Linked DNA regions of Sus scrofa: regions 2 and 3 are each linked to region 1. The links are chromatin contacts, called in public Hi-C maps. All regions are on one chromosome and are shown on one strand. The core of a region is the stretch at or near the end of the contact, and the rest is flanking DNA. Distances in the headings are between cores, read along the strand shown.

The links. A called contact is a pair of places that touch in the nucleus more often than the background predicts.
Region 2: a Hi-C map of embryonic fibroblasts shows a contact between it and region 1, with 3 times the contacts expected there. The contact joins two enhancer-like sites. A contact is called at or near these places in 3 of 47 Hi-C or Micro-C datasets (embryonic fibroblasts and fetal heart ventricle).
Region 3: a Hi-C map of embryonic fibroblasts shows a contact between it and region 1, with 2.2 times the contacts expected there. The contact joins two enhancer-like sites. A contact is called at or near these places in 2 of 47 Hi-C or Micro-C datasets (embryonic fibroblasts and epiblast stem cells).

The regions. Positions count from the first base shown.
Region 1 is chr6:27,033,384-27,036,100 of Sscrofa11.1, forward strand. No RefSeq gene overlaps it. Among named protein-coding and RNA genes, the nearest start is that of CDH5, 74 kb to the right of the region's middle. Within about 2 kb of position 1,303, at least 19 of the 83 cell types and tissues checked have an H3K27ac peak or open chromatin away from gene starts, as enhancers often do. A contact at or near this core is called in embryonic fibroblasts, where this site is marked.
Region 2 is chr6:26,521,189-26,523,954 of Sscrofa11.1, forward strand. All of the region lies in intron 7 of LOC102162742 (a long non-coding RNA gene), which reads right to left. Among named protein-coding and RNA genes, the nearest start is that of CDH5, 590 kb to the right of the region's middle. Within about 2 kb of position 1,448, at least 5 of the 83 cell types and tissues checked have an H3K27ac peak or open chromatin away from gene starts, as enhancers often do. A contact at or near this core is called in embryonic fibroblasts, where this site is marked.
Region 3 is chr6:26,449,316-26,452,182 of Sscrofa11.1, forward strand. No RefSeq gene overlaps it. Among named protein-coding and RNA genes, the nearest start is that of CDH11, 580 kb to the left of the region's middle. Within about 2 kb of position 1,251, at least 1 of the 83 cell types and tissues checked has an H3K27ac peak or open chromatin away from gene starts, as enhancers often do. A contact at or near this core is called in embryonic fibroblasts, where this site is marked.

The DNA.
Region 1 (2,717 bases), core at 53-2,552:
TGTCAGTATGGTTACAACTCTTATAATTTTCAGATGGGGAGCTGAGGGCCCAGGCGAGTGACACCCACAACACTCAGCAGGAAAGTGAGCTGGGAGACCCCAACCCTGGGGTACAGAGGCAGGCCCACCCTCGGCCAGCCCCCACGCCTCTCACCATAAAGTCTCCACATTCTGCACAGGCTACACACGCTCCATGGTGGCAAATAAGATGCTTTCCGGTCTGTCCTCTGGGGGTGGGCAGGGGCCCTCCCACATCGTGTCATTTCAGGGACCATTCGGGCTGTTGGACTTTCTCTGGGGTGGTTTCTCCAGCTATAAGATGAGGACGCAGAACTAGACGGTTCCACCATGTCCTGTGACCAAAGACCAACCCATTTCAACCCCAGCCCCCCAGCGATTTTGGAGACTCCGGCCTATTTAACAAGGCCCACTGCCGCCGAAGGTCAGAGCAGAGATGGCAACTTGCTGGAAATTTTTAAGTCATGGAAACAAAACTTTCACGGGAGAGGGTGGAACACGAGCAGTTTTCAACATGTATTTTTAGGACCCCGTACAGGCCTGGACTCCCTTTGATTCCTTTAGAAACAAAAACAGATGTGTGCTCAGGTTTGCCTGATTTAGACATGGGTGGGACCAGAAGAAAAACAGTTTCCCGGCCAGATTTTCTGATGTGTTGGGAAAAGCCAAAAGGTTCTTCAGAACAAAAAGACAGCCCTCGCCCCCGACTCCCCCTGTATCCCGTTCCCTTCCCTCTCCCAGTCTCCCCTCCCTGCTCCGAGGGGATGTCTGAGGGTCCGAGGTCTCCAAAGCACGGGCAGCCAGCCCTGACCGCAGCCTGAGCCCCGCCCGGCAGCTGGAGACAACTGCTTCCAGATGTGCGAGGTGCGTGGCCAGGACCTGCCCTGGCGGCCAGCGGAGAGCCTGGCGGCAAGGACCCTGCCAGGGACCCCCAGCCCCCACCACCCTGAGACATTCCTCTCAACCCACGACAGGAAACCCTTCCCCAGGCTCTGCTGAGCCAGCCCAAGCTCACTCCTCATCCACCCAAATTCAGATCTTATGAGCCCCATTTCCAGATAAGCCCAAGGAGCTCAGAAATATCCGGAGCTCGGAAGCCACAGGGGAAAGGCAGGTGGGTGAGTCCACAGCCTCCTCCAGCCCCGGGCACACAGCCTGTGGGCAGAGGCTTGGGCCGGCAGGGCCAACTGGGCAGCCACATCTGTGGGCAGAGAAGGGGCTTGGGCACCAGGGATCCCTCCGCTGCGCAGGCGGGGCCCTGGAGGAGGGCGGTCGGGACTGGGGAGCTGCCTCCCACACAACCACACCTGCTCCTGCTTCCTGTCCTTCCTGCCTCCGCAGAGCAATTGTAAAGGACTTGCCGCCTTTCCGGACATGGATCGCACATAAACGACAACTATTCGAGCGGATCCGTGTCCCCAGGCAGCACGTATGTGCAGGCAAACATGCAGGAGGAACACACACACACACACACACACACACACACACACACACCCTTTCCCGCAGCCCTGGGGTAGGGCAGCCCCTTGAAGGGAGGGGGCTGCTTGTTATATTTCTCTCTGATGGCCCCCCAGAGGGCACCCAGACCTCCAGAGTCCTGGCAAAGGGGAAGGAGGACTTAAGGGAAGAGAGAAATTAACAAAGGAGAGGAGAAAAGAAGGATTAAGAGGAGGAAGGAGGTGGGGATGGGAGGGGAGAGGAAAGGGGGTGGGAGGGAAGAGGAGGAGGGGGGCGTGCTGAAGCAGCCTCCTCTGAGCCCCAGTGAGTGACAAGGTGTAGCCCATTAGGCTCCAGGTCTGGAGACAGACATGCACTAAACCAGATTTTTATCAGCTGTGTGATCTTATGCAAGTGACCTAACCTCTCTGAGCCTCAGTCTTTTGACTAAAATGGAGATAATACAGTAGCTGTGTCAGGGGGAAGCACAGAACACACAGAACAGTGCCAGGTAAGTGGCAGGTGCTCAAAGAAGGACAGAATGGTGTTCCTGGGGACCCAGGTGAGACCACACACGTCTCATGGCAGGCACATGGTAGATGCTCAGAGGCTACTGACTGCCCTTGTCACCAGTAGTACTGTCACCCGTATCACAGGCAGGCACTGCTCCCAGTGCCTTTGTGGCCAGGATCTCCTCTGACCCTCCAACACCCCTGCAGGGGTTATATGGTTACTCACATCCTGCAGACGGGTTAGACAGAGGCTCAGAGAGGTTGAAAAGTCACTTCTTCACGAGCACAAAGCTGGCAAGTGGCAAAGCCAAGATGTAAGTAAGAGGGGTCTTGGCACCTGTGTCTTTGCCATGGCATCTCTACAAGGCGCGGGGGGGGTGGTAAGGGGGGTTGTCAAGTTTACATTGTGATTTTTCAGAATTAAAGTCAATGAGGGGATGATTTGATAATTATCATTTATTGAGCATTTACTGCATACCAGGGCCTGTGTGGAGCGTTTTTGTTTTTGAATCCTCATGATGACTTCATGAAATAAGTATTATTACCTTTGTTTTTTAAATGAGGAGAGTGGAGCAAAAAAAATGGTTAAGCAATTTGCCCACAGTCGCCAGCTAGTAAATGATGGACCCTGATTCAAGCATGAGCAGTGTCCCCAGAGCCAGGCTTTTAACTACTCAGCTGGAGACAGATCAACCTCATACAGATACGAAACAGTCTCGAAGACTTTTTTTTATATATATATTTTTGAGT
Region 2 (2,766 bases), core at 198-2,697, 510 kb before region 1:
GCGCACAGAAAACCCAAATCAGTAACTGTGGAAGGGGGCAGGGTAGAGGCAGGGAGACCAAAATAAGGCATTTCTCTGAATAAGCCCCCTCACTAGCACTGTGATCCCATAGACCAGGAGGACATGCTTTTGTGACACTTGTGGGATGTTTTTATCTCTAGGTCATGGCTACTGTGGAGACATTAGGGCTGAGAGAAAGGGAAGCACCCAGCACAACCCAGGATCTGATCTGGGCCACTGAATCCAGAAGAGGTTACTTATAAAGTCACAGGAGGGGCGAAGCAGGGTTAGAAGGTGTGGCAGATGTGTTACAGTTGATGTGTCTGGTGGGCAGGCAGGAGGTGAGAGCAGCGAGGAGTTGAATACAGGACTGCACTTTAGAGGCAATGCCTGGACAGATAAAGATGATTGAGGCGCTGAGATGTAGCTGGTCTCTGCTACCAAGAGGGTAAATGTGACAACTGGGAGAAAGGAGGGTGCTGGGGGGAGAAGACTAGACACTGCTCCTTAAAAGCAGATGAGAATGGGAGTTCCCACTGTGGTGCAGTGGAAAGGAATCCGACTAGTATCCATGAGGATGCTGATTTGATCCCTGGCCTCGCTCAGTGGGTCAGGGATCCAGCATTGCCATGAGCTGTGGTGTAGGTCACAGACACAGCTCAGATCCCCAGTTGCTGTGGCTGTGGTGTAGGTTGGCAGCTATAGCTCCAATTTGACCCCTAGCCTGGGAACTTCTGTATGCTGCGGGTGTGGCCCAAAAAGGACCAAAAAACCAAAAAAAAACTGCATGAGGAGGTGAAACCGAGGTCAATGAAGTGAATACAGAAGAGAGGCAATCAGAGCAACGGGCCGAAAAACTAGAACTTAACTCTAAATGAGTGTTGGCATCAGGACCAAGGATTGAGAAAAGTTGCTGAGCCCTCTACCCTCACCCCTGCCAATCAGGATGGGCACACCAGGAGCTCCTGAGGCTACACCTTCTCCGAGGAATGCAGAGAGGGGGCTCTGAAAATTATAAATCCAGCCCTCAGCTTTGCCTGAAAAAAAAGTGCCCCATGAGGGGAGCCCTGGTCCCAGAAAGGCAGGGTGTCCGTGCATCAGTGCCAGACAGAGTGCCTCTGAGGGGAGGCTCTGAAGATGAAGAGCGTTCATTCAGTTTCCCGGGACTTTCTGGATGATTCATCCTTGCCCTCGTCTGTGAGGTGGAAATGCTTTAGAGAGAAATCTTCCCCGGTTATAAATTCTCTCAGTTCCTTCTTAACCAGTCAGGCAAGATTGATGGGCTGAGCTGGTTGACACAGAAGCAATTGGGAATATCATTATTTGCCTTGTATTTATCTGCATTTTTGTTAATGACTTTGTTCTTGGTCAGAGCAGCTACTAAACTAGGGGAAATGTTTATTGCACTCAAAGTTTTCCAGTGATGAATTATGTGGGAGTCACAGAATAGCCAAAGCACATAATGTGTAGAAAACATTTCCCTTTTTTTTTTTCTTGTCTGCTTCAGATCCCAATAGCACAGGCCTCCTGCATACTTGGGACTAAACCAACTCAATTTTTCATATTCTGCTTTGTCATCTGATTGATTTAATGCTTCTTGTGGTCAGATTTTGCAGAGAAAAAGAACACGCATACAATTTTTCTCCCTGGCACGCTCTTTCTTGCTTTTTTTTTTTTTTTTTTTTTTTTTTTTTTTTGACGGGCAATTTCATAAAATCACAGGGCTGGGAAGGACCTTTGCGTGCATTCTTTCCCAACTCCTCACTGTACAGAAGCACTTGGGAGAAAAAAGATGGGAAGAAATAACTTTTTGGAGATCTTTCACAGGTCAGGCTGTGGGCTCCGATGCTTCATTTGCATTATACTCTTTAATCTTTGTGAACCTCTGTTGTCCTCGTGTTGAAGATACATACATTGAGGCTTGGAGAACTAGGCCACAGGCTTGGCCTGTGGCCCACGTGAGCCCACCTTCTGCTTATGTAAACAACGTTCTCTTGGAAAGCAACCATGTGTATCCATTCCTTTATGTATCAACTATGACTGCTTTCGAGCTCCAATGGCAGAGCTGAGGGGTTGCCACCAAGACCATCCACCAAGACCATCTGGCTCACAAAGTCTCAAATATTTACCCTCTGGCCCTTACAGAAAAGGCGTACTCACTACTGGTTTTGATGGTTGCGCTGGACACAGTGGTCTCCGACAACAATGCACATAGTAAAGACCCTGTTCTCACTCCAAATCCTGTCTTTCGTGTGACTGCTGTGCCTGTTCTCACTCTGTACCACATGGAGGACAAACCAGTTCAGGCGGCCCCTCTGAGTGATCTAATCCAAAAGAGTATCCGCCACCTACTTACAAACCACAGCAAAGTACAGGCAGCAGCAAGGATACACATGTGGAAGGCATTTGAGAAATAGCAGTTCAGGTTCTTGCTCACCCTTCACCCCACAGTGGGTTTCCCTTTCAGTTTTGCAGAAAGGAAACCAGAATGGATGTCAGTTTCATATCATTTCTTTAGGATTTTACTATTCGTAATAACTCCCTTTAGTAGAGAAGACATCCTGGCAGAGGTGGAATGTGACGTGTCTTTCATTTCACTAGTTATATAATGGAAAGGAAGGTGATTTGGTGAGATGAGGAGACTTAACCAAGATGGCACGGTTAGCCAGTGGGACAGACAGGATTTCAGCGCAGGTCCACACGTAAAACCCATGGGGCACTTGAACAAGACCAACAGATAGAGAGGTAACTTCCAGAATTAGTCCC
Region 3 (2,867 bases), core at 1-2,500, 580 kb before region 1:
ATCCCCCTCATCTCCAAGTCTTATTGTGTCTCTCTTCTTTCAATAATTTTTATTAAGGTATAGTTGATTTACAATGTTGTGCCAATTTTTGCTGTACAGCTAAGTGACTCAGTTGTGCATATATTATACATTTCTCTTTTATATTCTTTTCCATCATGGTAGACCAAGACCCAGGAGATTTGGTTGTACTTCCCCATGCTAGATAGTAGGACCTCATTACTTTTTCTTTCTAAATATAATAGTTTGCATCTACTAACCCCAAACTCCCAGTCTACCCCTCTCCCTGCCCCCCCCCCGACCCCTTGGCAACCGCAAGTCTGTTCTCTATGTCTGTGAGTCTACAGAACCTTGTAGATAGGTTGATCTGTGCCATATTTAGATTTCACATATAAGGGATTTCATATGGTATTTGTCTTTCTCTTGCTAACTAACTTCAGTTAGTATGATAATCTCTAGTTGCATCCATGTTGCTGCAAATGGCATTATTTCATTCTTTTTTTTACAGCTGAGTAGTATTTCATTGTATATATATACCACATCTTTTAAATCCATTTGTCTATTGATGGACATTTAGGTTGTTTCAAGTCTATCTTCTTAAAGGCAATAATACCTACAATCTTTTCTCCACCTCCACTGCTATGACATGGTCTAACTCCTCATCATTGCATGCATGAATTCCTTGAAGGGCTCCTACTTATTCTCCACCACTGCCCTAAATGTTCCCAAATGCCATAGTAAAGTTTCTCCAATGTAAATCTCATGAAGTTCCCAAAATCTTCACACTATGGCTTATTTCCATTCAGGATGGATTTCAAGTTTCTTTTCCTCCCTGAAGAGCCTCCATAATCTGTATCTGGTCCTACCCTCTGCCCCTGCCCTAAATACACTCTGATCTGTGGGGACAATTACATACCTTCGTCAGCAGCATTCTTGCATTATTGTGATTTAGGGTCCCTGTGGCAAATGGTACAGAGATGGATGTGGTTTTCTCTCTCAATCAGAGAATTACTGTTTTTTAACAAGTGACATTAACTCATTCATAGTATTAGACATAAGTGCCCACGTATTTTAGTAATTAGAACACTATGAGTGAGTTAATTCATTTTCTATGTGCCGCCTTTTCTGGTTATTTCCTCATTTTTTGTTTCTTCTCTGACTTCTCCTGAATTGACTGAAGTTCTTCTGCTCTGTTCTCCCTGACCTGAATATTTAGTGGTTTGGGGAATGTACTCTAGATCTATTTTTATAATTGTTACTTTATGCTTTTGATAAACACACTTGAACATGAATCATTCAGAACAATTTTAGAGATAATTGCTATATATACTCTCTGTATAACAAGACAGGAATCTTAGCATGCTATAAATTCCATTTGCCTCCCTTTTATAGCCCAAGCACACTACATTTGGAATCAGCTGAAGTATTTTAGTTAGAAAATTAATTTTTAAACATCAAAATAAGGTTTTTCATGATTTCTTTGTTCACAGTTGTTTCTCTTATCCTGCTTCTTCTTGGACTTATTTTTTTCCCTTGCTCATAATTCTTTTCAAGGGATCTGCACATGGCAAATTTTGCCTATCAGAAAATCTATGCATTTTTACCCTTATGTTTGAATTAAACTTTATTGGATATAGCAATCCAGATTCAAAGTTAACTGCCTCCCTGACTTTTGAAAATACTGCTCTATTTTCTGCTGCATCCATTGCTGCTGCTGAGAAGTCTGGTGTCAGCCTGATTCACGTCCCTTTGTAGGTAACAGGTCCACCCAGCCCACTCTTCCTCATGCCAGAAGCTTTATAATTCCCTATAATAACCTAAAATGTCACCATATAATGTCTTGCATGAATTTAAATCATCATTTTTTAAAATTATGCTTCACATCTAAGATTTGTACTTCTATTTAAGAACTTACTGGATTCTTAGGTCCTATGAAATCACCTACTATGTGTTTTAATTATTGCTGGGTTCATTCTACTACCCAATTCATATGCTGCTCTTTCTTCTTTCAAAAATCTAGTTGTTATTATCTTTCATCTCCAGCTATTCTGTCTAGGATTGTTAAAGCTATCAAATAGAGTCCTAAAAAAATATTCTTACTAAGTGGAAAAATCACACTAAACTAAATTGTTATCTAGATTGAATAGGTTTGAAGCAAATGTGCCCAATTAATAAATCTAGTTTTCACTATAGAAGTTTATGACAGGCCAGAGAAACTCAGGATCTTAAATCCTCAGATGGAGCAAGAGAAGGCAAGGAAACCATAGCCCTGGATAAATATCTGAACACATTCTTCTGTGGTAAGTCTTTCAAAGACAAATCACACCCTTGAAATCAAGGCACCCTGGGCGATAGATGTACAAACCTCTGAGCCAAGTGAACGAGTGAATGACTTCAACACAGCTTAGCAAAACAAAAAATGACAATGTCCCCATAGTGACTTATTTTATTTTTTTTTTATTATTTTTAGGGCTGCACCTATAGAAGTTCCCAGTCTAAGGGTCGAATCAGAGCTGCAGCCGCTGGCCTATGCCATAGCCACAGCCACAACCAAGCTGTGTCTGCAAACTTCACTTGAGCTTCTGGCAATGCCGGATCCTTAACCCTCTGAGCAAGGCCAGGGGTCGAACCCACATCCTCATGGATACCAGTCAGGTTCGTTACCACTGAGCCACAATGGGAACTCCCCCATAGTGACTTTAATGCATACACACCATATCCCGTATCCCCTCTAGTTGAACCAGTGCTTCCCAAGGCCACTATGAGCCAGGCAGAGTATAAATTGGTCTTTGCTTTCACACTCTGTGACCTTGGGGGATTCGCATTCTCAAGGAAACTGTTTTCCTGCCCGAGGGTTTACATTTAATACC